Regions from separate parts of the Arachis hypogaea genome. Here region 1 is linked to region 2. A link is a contact called in public Hi-C data. All regions are on one chromosome and are shown on one strand. The core of a region is the stretch at or near the end of the contact, and the rest is flanking DNA. Distances in the headings are between cores, read along the strand shown. Region 1 holds the start of LOC112762974 (protein GRAVITROPIC IN THE LIGHT 1-like). Region 2 holds the start of LOC112766852.

Region 1 (3,630 bases), core at 645-3,144, 260 kb before region 2:
CCTAAATAAAATGAAAAAAAAGTGTAGGGACCAAAAAAAAATTTTTTTGATGCAGGGACTCAATTAAAAAGAAAAAAAAATATAGGAACCTAATTGAAAATTTTGCGAAACTATAGGCAGCAACAGAATAATTAAACCTTAAAATAATATCATAAATATTTTTCACAATTGTTAACCGTGGGAGCGCCTTTTGCCCCCAAGCTGGATAACTTTAAAAGATTTTTCTGTGATTAGCCACCTTAAAATATACATAAATATTTGTTTGGAGGTAGGGTAGATGATGAAAGGGTGTGATAAGTTCCGAGACATTTTAGCTACGATTGTATTGTAATGTATGATTGCATTGCATGGGGAACACTACCAAATTCGAATCCCTGAATTTGAATGAAGCCAAATATGAAATATTAAAAAGAACATCGCGTGCCACATTATTTCTTAATAATTTTCATTGTTTTTCTCAAATCCAACTACGCATGTGTGTTCTCAGGGTACTTTTACTGAGAAAATCTCTTTTTCAGTTTTTTTGAATGAGCTGAAAGATACACTTTCAGTTTCAGATAACCATTTCGGCTCTGCTTTTAATTTGCCACACACTTTAGGGTGTTAAATTAGTGATCGAATGAAGTCTCATTTGAATTTCGCTCTACTCTTTTCACTCAAATATAGAGTATTTTAGAACATTAATAAATAAGAGTTTAATTAATATGTCCTAATTAAAAAATTTGTTATAAAAAATATTAAATATTATATTTTTAATGTATTTATTGTGTATTCATTAAAATAAAATTAAAATTTTTTAATTAATATAATAATCTTGATATATATCTTTAGAATATATATTAATTAAACACCCGTAAAAGAAATTATCCCATTTTCACTATTAGATTCGTTTTGAAAATATAAGAAAATAATTGAATAATCTAGAATATTCAATCATATACTCTTAAATTTTTAATTGTGGACAACTCAGCATAAGATTTTATTTTAATTTGTTTAGAAGTGTACTAAGAAGATGTACATAAAAGATTGTTGCAGTACAAGTAATATTTAACTTTTTTTTTAGAAATACTTATTTTTTTAGGAATACTTATTAAAATTACTTAGAGGAGTAACTTGTAAAATTTCTTTGATAAATAAGCTACAAAATTATTAAAAATTCAAATTATTGAAGTTTTCCTTTAAAAAAAAAAAACAAAATGTACATTAAATACCTCAACAAATACTTTTAATAAAAAATAAAATGAATAATTACAATCATAGATTACCGGTACACCATTAACAAGTACAGTCAAAGAGGGCATGAAATTCAAACTTAGCATTAAATAGTAATTAATGACAAATAATTAATTCTTTCCATGAAAAAACGCACTCATTCATTCACTCATGAAGTTTCAAACTGCCAGACACACAGAAAAGGGTGGCAAAGCCAAACACAAAAAACAGCACTCAGTCTCAACAGTCAACACTGATCAACACAACAGTCAACGCTCTTTTGTTTGTAACATTCACTCACTGCAACACTTTCACTCTGGTGAGATTTTTCGCCACACTATTGTCCTTTGTGTTGAACCTCATATAGGGTATGTGTAGCATCTTCATATTCCTTCATTTTTATGTAAAATTTTTGCTTAGTTTTCTGAAGTGTGAAACTTTATTTGAACTACTGGTTCTTGTTTGGGTTATTGGATTTTTTTGTGCAATGTGGCTAACAGAACCCACTTCACCAAATTCATTGAGTTTTATTCTTTAGTTTCAAAGATTTTGACTTTGAGCAAAGTTGTTTGTTGTTGGAGGAAAAAAGCAAAAAGGAATCACTGTTAGATCCATTTGTGTTGAGTTGAGTTGAGTGAGTCTCAAAGTTTTGATCTTTTTCAATTTTCTTGGTCTCTTGGGATGGAAAGCACCAACACTATCACAGAAATCATAGGAAAGTTCGCCACCAAAGTTTGTAAACTGAAATCTATTGGGGTATTCTCCTCCGAAGCCCCAAATCTCAATCCCTTGCAATTACAGACGAAACCTGTTTGTAATAATGCCCCTGTGAGTGGAAACAGCAGTGATACAAGTGAGGAGATTAGAACCTATGATCTTAAAGTGCATCCCCACCCGGTTAAAGTTGTGGCAAAAGACCATGATGGCAATGATGGTGTGGAGGTCTTAAAGAATATCTTTGATGCTGTTTCTGCCCTCAAGTTGGCATATCTTAAGCTGCAACAAGCTCACATTCCTTATGATCCAAAGAAGATTGTAGCTGCGGATGATGAAGTTGTTGCTGAGCTTGAGAAGCTATGCAAGTTCAGGCGTCAGTATAAGAAAATGCAATGCAGCAAGGCGAGGTTCGATGCTGCACTTTCTAGTCAATTGCAGGCTGAAATTGAGGCCAAGGAGGCATTTTTGGGGAAGCTCAAGTCTCAAAATTGTGCTAAAGATTGTGAGGTTCTTCGGCTGCAACGAGAGCTTCAGGGCTTGGAGATGGGGAATGAAATTCTGATTGAGAACATCAAGAGGATGAGGGTGGTGAAGAGGGAAGCAAGTGTCTTGAGTGTTGATAAGTTCCAGAATGTTTACAAGGCTGCTTCGCAATCCATTCATAATTTCGCAAAACCATTGATCAGTTTGATGAAAGCTTCGGGTTGGGACCTAGATAAGGCTGCAAATGCCATTGAGACTGGTGTTGTTTATTCTAGAAGGTGCGACAAGAAGTATGCTTTTGAGGCCTACATTGCACTCCGAATGTTTCATGGGATTGCATTGTCTTCCTATGATGTAGGTTATGTTTTGAATTTTGATGATCCTATTGATGCACTGATGGCGAATCCGGATTCAGATTTTGCCAAATATTGTCAAGCTAAATATCTTCTCGTCGTCCATCCGAAAATGGAAGAGTCATTCTTTAGAAACTTGGATCACAGAGCATTCATAATGAGTGGGAGGCACCCAAGAACAGAATTCTATCAATTATTCGCCAAAATGGCAAAATGGATTTGGGTTTTACTAGGATCCGTGCACTCAATAGATCCTAATGCAGCCTTGTTTTCTGTGAACAGAGGAAGTGCTTTCTCCGGCCTACATATGGAATCTGTAAACGAAGAAAAGGAGAGCGACAAAGAGTGTGCCACCTACAAAGTTCAGTTTATGATCATGCCTGGATTTAAAATTGGACAGACAATAGTGAAGTCTCGAGTTTATGTCGCATAACATCGTTCAAGCTACATGATGGTGCTTTTAACCGGTAATTCAGCCAACAGAACAACACAAATTTTGTGCAAGAGTTATTTTGGTTGTATCTTAGTTAGCCACGGTAACAATGGCTACTAATTTATGCTAGCAGTTAGAATCTAAATCCACCAGCTTTACATTTGTGATATTTATCATTGAGTAAAGTACTGATATATCTTTTAAGTTACCCTGGTTTTCAGATTTCTGCTGTATTTTCTCAGTGCCATTCACATTACCCTATGAACTGTAAATAGATGGTTCGCCAAATTCTTTCATTCATGAATTCCCTTTAATCCATTCCATGATCATAATTCATTAATGGTAGAACATGAACATATTGCTCGGCTTTTCTGTAACCAATAAAACACCAAGTGCTGATATAAGTGCCCGATTTTTAACCACTCCATGTTT
Region 2 (3,801 bases), core at 997-3,496:
TATAAACAGCCTGTTTTGAAAAGGAGGAATCATAAGGTAAGGGAAGAGAGGCAATCATGAATCATCTAAACATGTGAAAAGTTTCAATAGAGAGCAAGACTAAAAGACAGGGTCAATTCCATCCTAGAGAGAAAAGAAGTAATTCCTTTCCAAATGGAAAATTAAAGGAAATGCAGATTCAGCATTTCAGGCTTATAATAACTCTGGAATTATAATTTTACGGTGGTCATTTGGCACACAATGCTTGCAAACAGAACTGTATTCAATTTCCAATAAGGTGCCAAGAAAGAAGAAAAAACCTCTGCATCAATGAAACGAACATCCTTCACTTCATATTCAGCAGCTTCATTGATTTCCTCTCCTCGTAGAACAGTGTGAACATCCGACACTAAGCCATCCTCAATATTTTGACAACTGAGTGCAGTCAAATCAATATCTCCATCTGGAAGATATGTTTTTAAAGGAACCGACCCATATGGAAAGACCTGCAACAAAAGAAAGAGTATTTTAAATTTTAAGGTGAGCAGGCAAAGATGCATATATATATATTGACTGAATTCATCCATGTCATCATTTAGTGGTTTAAAATTACAGTGCACTATGCATCCTGTTTGTTCAAATATAATACAACCTCACTTTAAAGATGTTTTGCAAATGCAAAATATTCAAATAAGATTACATCCAGAGGCATGTGCATTTTATCATTTATCAACTCAAAGCAAATATGAGATTACAACCCATAAGTGATAATCCATTAAAACAAATCAGAAAATTCAAAATTGCACTTCGTTAACAGCACATATACATATTATTAAGCTAAACATATATATCCAGAAAAGGGTAATTCTTATAGAATGATTATACACTTAGACCAAAATCAGGAATAGATAGCTGATCCCGGATTTATTCATTTCCACAACTATCCTAAGGTTCGGCCTTGCGATTCTATCGGCCATAAAAACTCAACCAACCAAACAACCATACTCCATATCCTTCATTCCTTCTGCACTTAGCTCCCATAAACACGACTCAAGCTACAGGACACTCAGCTTGAATGGTAACTAGCGGGTCTTCCTACCTCCCAATCAAGTGCCATTAGAACAAGAACCCCCTCAACACATTCCTAAAGCTAAAAAGTAAAAACAGCAATCACCAACGTGCCATGCATAATCCACAGGCAAAAAGCACCGTTCAGTGAACACAAACAAAAACCCAACAACAACACTACATAACACAACAATCCAAACTCCCAATTGATGTGTCAAACAGCATATACACACACACTTGAAATTGCTCAGCAAACTATAACAGAATCATCACAAAACACAACAATATAACGCCAAAACCTCCAAAAACATCCAAGATCACAAAAAGAAAAGCATCCAATTCAAACAAAAGCTGCATGAAGTAAAGCACAATTATGAATCGAAAATTCAATGAGCAAACACAAAAATAAAATAAAATAACACCTCACACCGAGCGCCATATCGAATCAGCCTCTGCACGTAATCAACAACCTCGCGGCGCTTCCGGTCAGCACCGAGCGTCGGCCTAATCCGGCGGAGAATCGCGGAGGTGGTGGCCTCAGCGGCTGACCATGCGTCTGCAGCGACGGAGCTCGGATCGGGGTTTGACAACGGCAGCGGCGGCGACGGCGGCGACGAGGCGCAGGGGCGATCCTCCCCGAAAACGACGCCGTTCACATGAAGATCGCCCATGACAAAACGACAGCGCCGTTAACCCCTAACGGTTTAAAAAAAAAAGGAAAAATCCAGAAGACCAAAAAAAAATTGAAACGGCGAAATAAGCTTCCGAGAGCTCCGAACCCGAAATGGGGAGGCGAATTCGGGTACCCGATAACCCGAAACGGGTTTTGCGAACCCTCTCGGATGGAATTAAAAGGGGGAAGAGTGTGTTTGAGGTGAATCTAGCGACAGTGGGGGCATTAAGGGGAAATCATGAAATTGGGAAGAGGAAATGGGAGAGAGGGATTTTGAGGGAAAATGGGGGTGGAAATTCGATTCTATCTGGGGAAGAATATTGAAGGGGAGAAAGCATGAAGGCCAAAAACCGAAAAAGGGAGAAAAGAAAAGAAAATAAAATAAAATAAAATAAAATGTAAAGGGGAAGAGGAAGAGGGTAGAGGGTAGACGGGAAATAGAAAGTAGGGCTCTTTAGTTGAAGCGAGGAGAGCATTAGAGGAACTTGAACCAAGTCAAGCAGTTGGTCTCTTCTTCATTCATGTTACAAAAAATAAAATTTAGATTAACTCTTGTAAAATTTTTTGATAAAAAAAGTTAGTTATTTATGTCTTAAATTTTTTTTTGTGACTATTTCTGTCTTAAATTTGAAAAGGTTGAAGTGTTTTACAGACATTTATAAATATATTTTTAAAATTAGTTTGTAATTTTTAAATTAAAAAGACTAAATATAATTTTATATATTAACGAATATTTACATTTATTATTATTCTTTATAATATTTATAGGCCACAAAATTTACCTACGAAGATATAAATGGCGTATATGATTAAGAATGGTCTATTTGTGTAAAATTACATAGATATAATAGCAAAGCATTTTATTGGACGAAAAATCTATTTTATTATAGTCTATTTTAATAAATAGGATTGCTATACATTCAAGTATTTTTTTATTTAAGTTTATTCAATTAGGTCCAACACCAACAAAAATCACTATCATTAAAAGAGCATTATTACATGCGCTTTTTCTTCTTTTCCTCCTTCGCGCTTCTTCTTCTTCTCCCCTACGCTTCTTCTTTTTCTTCTTCTTCTTTTTCTTTCAAATACACGCATACGTCATCTTCTTCTTCTTTCAAATTCACGTATACCTCCTCCTCCTCTTCCTCCTTCACGCACGCAGATTCTTCTTCTTCTCCTTCAACTCCTCCTCCTCTTCTCCTCTTTCGTTATCGTCATCACCAACAACACCAACATTTTGCTAAATCGAATTGAATGGACGCAGCTGTTCTGAATTGAATTGAATTGATAATCTCTAAATTATAGACACAGGTGTTTTGAATTTGATTTTATATAATGAATAATGTTCCGTTCATTTAGTACTTTACAATTGTTTCACCTTAATAACGTGTTCAGTTCATTATGCAAAAAGCTGTTTTGAATTTGATTTTATATAATGGATAATGTTCCATTCATTTAGTATTATACAATTATTTCACCTTAATAACGTGTTCGGTTCATTATGAATTGAATTGAATTGAATTGATAATTTCTAAATTATAGACACATGTGTTTTGAATTTGATTTTATATAATGGATAATGTTCCGTTCATTTAATACTAACAATTGTTTCACCTTAATAACGTATTCGGTTCATTATGCAGGAAGCTGTTTTGAATTTGATTTTATATAATGGATAATGTTCCGTTCATTTAGTACTATACAATTGTTTTACCTTAATAACGTGTTCGTTTCATTATGAATTGAATTGAATTATTTTGAATTGAATGGACGCATGTGTTTTGAATTGAATTTAATTGAATTGATAATCTCTAAGAGGAGGAGAAGAAAGAGGAGGAGAAGAAGAAGGAAAGAAGAAAAATATGTGTGCAAATTTGGAAGAAGAAGTCTGCGTGTGCTTTGTTGGAAGAAGAAGAAGAAGAAAGAGGAGGAGAAAAAGAAAGAAAAGAAGAAGAAGAAGAAGGGAAGAAGAAGAACATGCGCGAATTTGGAAGAAGAAGAAGAAGAAATACGAAGGGGAGTAGAAGGAGAAGAAATGGAGAAGGAGAAGGAGAAGAAGAAGAAGCGCGTGATTTGAAAAG

What was found. A called contact is a pair of places that touch in the nucleus more often than the background predicts.
Region 1: a Hi-C map of leaf shows a contact between it and region 2, with 2.2 times the contacts expected there. The contact joins the promoter of LOC112762974 here to the promoter of LOC112766852 in region 2. A contact is called at or near these places in 2 of 8 Hi-C or Micro-C datasets (both in leaf).

What each region holds. Positions count from the first base shown.
Region 1 is chr17:21,102,636-21,106,265 of arahy.Tifrunner.gnm2.J5K5, reverse strand. LOC112762974 (protein GRAVITROPIC IN THE LIGHT 1-like) reads left to right here and starts at 1,894. Exons shown (of 1, transcript XM_025808765.1): 1 at 1,894-3,198. The coding sequence starts at 1,894. The coding sequence ends at 3,198.
Region 2 is chr17:20,840,813-20,844,613 of arahy.Tifrunner.gnm2.J5K5, reverse strand. It overlaps LOC112766852, which reads right to left and starts at 2,246. Exons shown (of 10, transcript XM_029294731.2): 1 at 1,470-2,246; 2 at 300-485. The coding sequence starts at 1,718.